2 separate regions of the Rattus norvegicus genome follow, and region 1 is linked to region 2. The links are chromatin contacts, called in public Hi-C maps. All regions are on one chromosome and are shown on one strand. The core of a region is the stretch at or near the end of the contact, and the rest is flanking DNA. Distances in the headings are between cores, read along the strand shown.

What was found. A called contact is a pair of places that touch in the nucleus more often than the background predicts.
Region 1: a Hi-C map of the A7r5 cell line shows a contact between it and region 2, with 9 times the contacts expected there. The contact joins two enhancer-like sites. A contact is called at or near these places in 8 of 12 Hi-C or Micro-C datasets (the A7r5 cell line, Schwann cells, frontal cortex and 4 more).

The regions. Positions count from the first base shown.
Region 1 is chr18:62,315,886-62,320,010 of GRCr8, reverse strand. No RefSeq gene overlaps it. Among named protein-coding and RNA genes, the nearest start is that of Pmaip1, 62 kb to the right of the region's middle. Within about 2 kb of position 1,715, at least 8 of the 93 cell types and tissues checked have an H3K27ac peak or open chromatin away from gene starts, as enhancers often do. A contact at or near this core is called in the A7r5 cell line, where this site is marked.
Region 2 is chr18:61,875,590-61,879,788 of GRCr8, reverse strand. It overlaps Ccbe1 (collagen and calcium binding EGF domains 1), which reads left to right. Exons shown (of 11, transcript XM_017601124.3): 4 at 2,745-2,879. Among named protein-coding and RNA genes, the nearest start is that of Lman1, 77 kb to the right of the region's middle. Within about 2 kb of position 2,013, at least 7 of the 93 cell types and tissues checked have an H3K27ac peak or open chromatin away from gene starts, as enhancers often do. A contact at or near this core is called in the A7r5 cell line, where this site is marked.

The sequences.
Region 1 (4,125 bases), core at 466-2,965, 440 kb before region 2:
CTCCTGGATTTGCTTTGTCAGATTATAAGCAACTCCAAAATCACCCAAGAATTTCACTGATCAAGAAGATAGAGAAATGAGGAGGGAGTTTCGTTCCTTAGATACCTTAGGAGCTGTTACCGAGAACTGCCGAACAGCATCTGTGGCTAATACTAAGACTTAATTGCAAGTCTCCCAGGAGAAACCCATAGCCATGCTTAGCTATGACTGAGTCCTGGACTCTCTTTCTCTTAGACCCAGTGTTTATAATCTATTACAGGAAACTTTTAGCCATGTGTGGTAGCACATGCTTTTGTTTTTCAGATTTATTTATTTCATGTACATGCGTGCACTGTTGCTGTCTACAGACACACCCGAAGAGGGCATCGGATCCCCATTACAGATGGTTGTGAGATGGCACATGCTTTAATCCCAGGCCTCCGTTGTCTGCTTTACTCTCAGCATTATCTTTCAAGTTCCAACAGACTTGAACAGTCAATGCCCTCTTTTTAGCCGAAAACTCCAATTGCAACCACAATCCTCACAATCCACAGAGCAATTCGGTCAGGTCTGTCACAGCACTACCCGACTCCTGGCACTGCGATAAGTGCTAGCAAGGGTTACCTAAGGGAAGAGAACTGACAGAATGAGTAAATGTGGTATATGATAAATATAAACATACACATACAAAGAGGGGAGGGATACATGGGTTGCCATGGTGCTGTTTGTATTTTGATGCTAATTCTGCTTCCCCAAGAGGGGCTGCCTCGGACAAGAAACGAATTACATACTCAGGTGACGCGTCATATGAATCTTCTCCCCATTTTAACTTGTAAAATAAAGGCCAGAGCCTGTGATTGGGCAGAGGAAAAAAGGTGGAGCCGAAAAGTTTTAGGGAGTAGGAGGGAGGAGAGAGAGTAGGAGGAAGGAGAGAGAAGGGGATGAGGGAGAAAGAGGAGGTGGAAGGAAGATGGAGACGAAGCCCATGGTCTGGAGAAAGCGCAGGTTATAAGGTATCTCCTAGCTGGGGATAGAGTAGCGCAGTGGTGGATCTGCCCAATCTAGGCGCTCAGCCTGTATTCATATTAACGAGTTGTGATTTCATTGTGTGGGCTTATTTGGGGCTGGAGAGGTAACTGCAATGGGGATACATTAAAGTGGTTTACACGATCCAGTCTGAGTCGTCTGACAATGGGTGTCTTCCACTGGAGAGGCCAAGTCTGTGAGGCTGGATGTCTCAGAAGAGCCAATCCTGTACTGAAAGCCTGCAGGATTAGTGGGGAGCTGCTGATCTTAGGTCTATGTTGGAAGCCCAAGAAGATGGTTCCAATAACACCGAGGATGTGTCACAACAACAGAACGTGCCATCAAGAGTGAAAGCAGACAGGCAAATCGCACTACTTCTTTCTCGCACATCCCGTCATCCGGGCTGCCCCCAGAAGGTGCCACGGATATTTAAGTTGAATCTCCTGGCTTCAAATAATCTGATTTTTTAAAAAATCTCTCACAGGACTGCCCAGCGGCTTGCATTTTCATTGATTAAAGATTCAGTCAAATGATCAAGATGAGTCACCGCTGTTCCTCTGTCTCAGGAAACCTGAAGCAGCTGCCTGGCCATTCTTGAGAAGACTGTCAAGTGAAACCGGGTTAACAATTAACCTTACGAGGAAACGGAAGGGTTTTGTCTGTAACCTAACGAACTGTACTTGAGCATTTCAGCCACAAGATGGCACTAGACCGCCAGACTTAATAGCAGTGGCTTTCACTGAATGAGAGCTGCTTAGGATACAGCTTGGTTTATATTGGCTCACGCTTAAAGTCTTTTGTGCGTCTTAGCCAAGGGTCCAGTTTTACCTGATTTGTGACCCCTAAAGACTACGAGGCCTCCTGCTGACGACGACAATGTGAAGCTTTACCCTATCTCTGCCACTGCTGAAGTGTAGGTCATGTGACCTAGGCCTGCTTGGCTGCCTAGACTCTACATCACTGGCATACACATATCCACACACATACACATTAATTAAAATAAATCTAGATTAATTATAATTAAAAATACGATGTAACTTCAAAAACAAAATTGCCACCAATCCTCTTCCTGATACATTAACCTATCGCCCTTGCCGATTAGTCTGTAGTTCACGATGGCTCACATGACTGTTGATCATGGCTCCTCCACGACAGCACAAGGTCCATGAGAACTGTGACCTTGTCACCCATTTTGTGTGTCCCGCTGCCCAGACAGAGTTTTGTACCTAGGTGGTCATCTTATAACCAACTAGTTCCTGTTTGCCTAGGACTCTCCCAGTTCTGACGATCTTTTCCAGAAAACATGGATCATAAGAAAGTCTGCACATCAAAGTTAATTAGTACGTAAAAGCTTTTAGATCTGTTTATTTTAGTACTTCGTACGCATGAGTGCTTTTCCAGCATGTATGCGCTTAGTGCCTGCTGGGGTCAGAAGAAAGTGTTGAATTCCCCCGAGACTGGAAGTTACAGACAGATGTGAGCCACCATGTGGGTGCTTGGAATCAAACCCCTGTGTTCTTCAAGAGCGTGAGTGCTTTTAACTGCTAAGCCATCGCCCTAACTCAATAATTACATTTTGAAGACGTGTTTTGTTTTATTGGGGATTGTTGCTTTCTGAAATCCAACATAGTGTAGTTGAGCATATTAACCACAAGGTGGCACTAGACTACCAAACTTATTAACACCAGCTTTCACTCAAATTAAACTGAGAGGTCAAGTTATGGCTCCCCTGGCATGCCCTGGGCATGGTAGGGCAAGCCTATAATCCCACCACATGGGAGGTGGAGGCAGGAGGATCAGAAGGCAGTCTGGGATATATGAGATCCTGTCTCGAGCACAAACAAATAAAAAATCAAAATGTAAGGTACCTTTACATTGCAAATAAAGTATTCAAGCACACCGCTGTTCTTCATAGCACTCTCAAAAGCCTTCTTTTTTTTTTTTATTATATTTTTTTTGGCAAGGTATAGCTGAGGATGCAGCTTGGGGGTCCTGGAGTCAACCTCCAGTGCCACGAAAATAGGTAAATAAATAATCAAAGTGTGCATTGAAGTAATTTTAAATCCCATGCATAAGCAATCAATACACTTTTCCACGTAGTAAATGATTTGTTTTAAACTTTATTTATTGCTGGGTGGTGGTGATGCACACGTTTAATCCCAGCACTCGGGAGGTGGGGCAGGCAGATCTCTGAGTTCAAAGCCAGCCTGGACTACAGAGCAAGTTCCAGAACAGACAAGCTACACAGAGAAACCCTGTTTCAAACAAAGAAACAAATAAATAAATAATAAAAATCTTTACTAAACTTTTGTCACAGTGCACACACACACACCAAAAAAAAAAAAAGCTGTGTTTGAGCAGGAAAAAAAAGCATGCCAGTTAATACAATAGTACCTCTATCCAGAAAATTTAGAGATAGTCAGTAAACATGGGACATGGGGCCGTACACCTGCAATCCCAGCACTAAAGGAGCAGGAACTCAAGGCCAGCCTCAGTGCACAGTGTTCAGGGTGTGTGTGTGTGTGTGTGCGTGTGTGTGTGTTTGTGTTTGTGTGTGTGTTTGTTGTGTGTTTGAGTGTGTGTGTTTGAGTGTGTGTGTTTGCGTGTGTGTCTGTGTGTGTTAGTGTTTGTGTATGTGTGTTTGTGTGTGTGTTTGTGTGTGTGTTTGTGTGTGTTTGTGTGTGTTTGTGTGTGTGTCTGTGTGTGTTTGTGTTTGTGTGTGTGTTTGTTGTTTGTATGTTTGTGTGTGTTTGTGTGTATGTTTGTATGTGTATGTTTGTGTGTGTGCTTGTGTGTGTGTTTGTGTGTGTGTGTGTGTGTGTGTGTGTGTGTACTCAAGTCAAGGAAGTACTTGCTAACGATGGTGACCACCTTAAAAATTCTCAAGCCACAGAAAAATATGTCTGCCAGGAAAAAAAACAAAACCCATAAATATCTATCAGGAACATTCTTATTCTCAAGCATCTCTCCAAGTTCACAGTTCTTGGGCAGGAGATCACTGTAACCAGTGTCCTCTGGAAAAACATCTTAACCTCACCAAGGCCCAAAGGGCACCCCTGGAAAATCTCTTGTGTAATGGAAACTGGCCGCCTTTTCCTACCCAGCTTCAAACTTGCTCCC
Region 2 (4,199 bases), core at 764-3,263:
ATCAAAAGGAACGGAAGAGCAGACATCAGCAACAAAACGTTAGAAGCTAGAGAACAGACCTCGGGGTAGGAAAAAAAAACTTAGCAAGATGGGGAAAATGAAGCCTTAACCAGCACCAGGAAAAGCTAGGGACAACTGACTTCATAGCAAAACAGATAGTTAATCTCAAGATCATTACAAAAGCCAGAAGAACAAGCCAGTGAGCAGTACTCCATGGTCACTGCATCGGCTCTGTCCCTGCCCTGCCTGAGTTTCTACTCTGACTTCTCTGTGATATGAAACTATAACATGAAATAAACCCTTTCCTACCAAAAAAGTAAGCAAAACAGAAGGGGCCAAGGGGAACTCGGTTGATGACATACATACGGTACAACCACAAGAACCTGTGTTCGGATTCCCAGTGCTCACATTAAAATGCCCAGGGATCTATGTGTAACTGCAGAATTTTTAGAGACAGAGGTAAATGGAATCCTGGGACTCATTGAACAGCAAGTCTTCCAGATTTGGGGAGCCTCCAGTTTCAGTGAGAGACCCTCTTTCAATAAGTGAGGGAGAGCACGCCCAAGAAAAACATCCAACATTGACCACTGACCCCCACTCACATGTACATGAAAACACAAAAACAGAAAGAAACGAATTAGCTAACTGTTAAAGAGGTTGCCCTCCCAGATCTTGTTCTGTATCAGACAGACAGAACACTGACCCTGACATGAGGCCGAGATAGTTCTGAGAAGGTGAAGCACCGGCTTCCAAAACAGTCAGATGACAGCAAAAGCCCAGAACTTAAAACAGGGGCATTCAACTCATGTTCAAGCCTTGCCCGTTCAAACACCAAGCCTGGGTCTCTGTTCATTTGAGATCTAGTGACTTAATCTCGGGCAAATATTTGGGAGTATTACATGGTATTACATGACATCAATAGTAGCCATGACTAAGACAGTATCTCTGGATGGATCCTAGACCTCTGGGGCACTAGACAGCAAGGACTGTTGCTCTGAACTCAGAGAACGTGACCCATGGATCTTGAACCCATACTTTGGGGGATGGCTGTTGCTGCTGACTACCGAAATAAAAATGTCCACAGACCCAAGATAAAACATAGCCCAGATAAAAGAAGGTGACACAGGTTTGAAACCAATAGCAACCCAGAAACATAGGGTTATCTTAGTTCTGGAAAACCCAAAAACAGAGTTATCTAGGGCTATCTTAATTCCGGGGGAGTAAAACAGGGTCCCCAAAAGATAAACAGTCAGAGTTTATGCCTAAACTCAGCAGAGAACAGCTTTCAGATCGCCAGTGTTTTACAAACAGGAACATCTCATTCAACTAAGATTCCTAAGAAATCGCTGACAAGATGGAGAGAGTGAGAAGTGTGTTGTTCAAGGAGTGCACGGAGATGATAAAGAAGCTAAACACACCTCTTGCGTGACTGGAAATCAACAGGGAGTGCTTTAAGGAAAGATGTGAGCTGGCCATTGCAGGTGCAGAGGTGAATGTGAGAAGTATGACTCACTGGATGAGGGCAGAAGTGACACCCTGGGGAAGCAGGAATAGAAGGGGGCACTGGCACAGTTGCTTCTCACAGCAAGCCTTGCTGGGTACCACAGTTGGCACTAGTTCTTCAGGCAGGCCATCTTGTCTTTCCTCCTCTCTGTGGTTGCTACCCAATGACGGTAACCACTGGTTGGAAAGGATGACTCACCAGCCATCCTGAGACCTTGCTCTCAAGCCAAAGGAACCTAGAATTTCATTGAGAAAATTCTATATAACCACAGTTTGCAAGGCCAGCCATTCTCTATGCGGGCAGAGCAGACCTGGACTTTCACCTGTGGGAAGGAATGCTCAGAAAGGGCAACTTGAGGTCACCATGAGACTGACGTGTCACGCTAACTCAGCCTATATCAAGAGATGACAAGCCCACCTGTTTGGCTTCATATATACCAGAGCAGAGCTGAGTAGAGCAGAGCCAGGCTCTCTCTGTATCCAAGGAGACTGCATCTGTCAGCACATGAGGCGAGCAGAGGTGATTAATGAGATACTGAGTCTTGGCTGGGAGCAAATGCTGAGCCCGAGCTACTGACTTAGAGCCAAAGGCCCTTCAAGAGATGCATTAAACACCAGTTCATCAGTTCCCAGAGGAGCATATACCCTAGTTCCTTGGGTAATAGAGAACTACTCGAATTTACACAGGCTGCAGGCTGGTAAGACATTTATAGCCACTCAAATGTGTCCAAGTCCTTTTCTCAGAGTGCAGGACCAACCCTCCTGGGAGTACCCTGTAACACTTGCTTGTTCAAACACAGGCTCTGAGAAGTCTCCACAGCTCAGAAGTATCCGTGCTACTTCTCAGAGCCTGCCTGACCCCAAGCCCTTCCTCTCACAGCAACCGTCACCAGCCCTGGCCTGTCTTTACACTCTTCCGGAAGGAGTACACGATCTGTAACATGTGAAGGAAAAGACAAAGCAGGTCTCATGGATGCTGCAGCACACGGATGCTGTGGTACCAGGCCACACTCTGGATAGGGATAAAAACAGGAGGCTGAGGAGGTGACTTGGGAAAGAAAATTCTAGTAACAGTCACTGTTAGTCAGGGAGAGGCCGTGCATTAAATCATCCGTTGTGGCACCAGTCACACCTCACATTTTAACCCGTACCAAAGAGCAGCCCTCAAAAGTCTGTTCCAGGCTACAGCTCGGTCACCCACCTCACGCTGAGATTGATGTGAATCCACTCTTCTCTTCCAGATTATGACATTTGTGCCCAAGCTCCCTGTGAACAGCAATGCACGGATAACTTCGGCCGTGTGCTGTGCACGTGCTATCCAGGATACCGATATGACCGAGAGAGGCACCAAAAGCGGGAGAAGCCATACTGCCTGGGTGCGTAGGAAATGAGTGCGTTTCCAGCTCCCAGGGACATGCTGGGTCCTGGTAGTTCTTGTTTTTTTTTTGTTGTTGTTGTTTGTTTTTTTGTTTGTTTGTTTGTTTGTTTGTTTTTTTCTTTTTGGTGAATTTGTGGCAGCTGTAGGACCAGTTCAGAGGAGCCACTCCAATGTGTGATTCTTCCCCTGAAGTCCTTGTACTTGCGGGATGGAGTGTTGTTTGGTTTTAGCCTGTGGGTCACCCAATGGCTTTCTTTTAGCATGTTTATCAAAACATATTGTTTACAAGGATGCCTCTGGGAGTTAGAGCTAGAGGGACACGGGAGAGAGAACAGCTGGAGAAGAGGGACAATGTCCTGCATAACCTAGAATGCTGTAAGACAGAAGAATGAGAGATCAGAAGCCAAGAATCGATCCAACACTTGGGACACAGGCAGGCAGATCCCTAGTTCAAGGCCAGCCTAGTCTACATATTGAGTTCAAGGACAACCAGGTTTACATAGAGAGTTCTTGATACCAAAGAATAAAACAAAATACATCAGAAACATAAAACCACAGGTAAAAGGGATAGGGAGTCCCAGGGACGCGTCCATGTGGCTTCAGCTGGGACCTCCAGCCTCTAGGTGACAGTATGTACTGCCAGGGGAACGCCCATATTGCCATGCTCTCCCTGGCCCCCTCAGCTCCTGTCAGCGTAAGGTCTTTGGCAACTTGACTAGGGAGCATTTGGGAAGCTGTCATCTGCCTGCAGCTCAGGGCTGGGTTCTGCGTCCCTCGTGTGTGGAGTGTGAGGTCAAGTCAGTTTTCCTCCACACTAACCAGGTCAGGTGTCTTCACCCAGTGGTCAGGAAACAGAGCACAGTATTCTCATTTTTACTGTGGTGAGAAACATTTTTGTTCCCACCCCACTGAGGGACAAAGTCCATGCTGACTCTATTGTGGTCCCTTGTTTGATGATCTCATGGCTCGTTTCCACAACTCACCAGGGGTCAGCTTGGGTCAGTACGCAGCAGTGACTGCCTGGAGAAACCTCTCTCCATGAGGCCCATCTGACTATTTACTTTTGTTAGAAGTAGCTTTTTCCAGTTACTGTCATGACTCTTAACTGAGAAGAGGCCATTCCTAAGTGACCTCTGGGTCACCGTCGCGCTGTTTGGAACTTCCCATTACAAAGAGGGGACTAAAACCTCAGCCGCCAAGCTTCCTGTGAGAAATCAGCCATGTTGCTGGTCCATCTTCCACAGAACCCTGGGGAATGCTTAGGGCTGGCATACTCCGCAGGTGAGTGAGTCTCGGAGACACCAAGTCACATGACAGA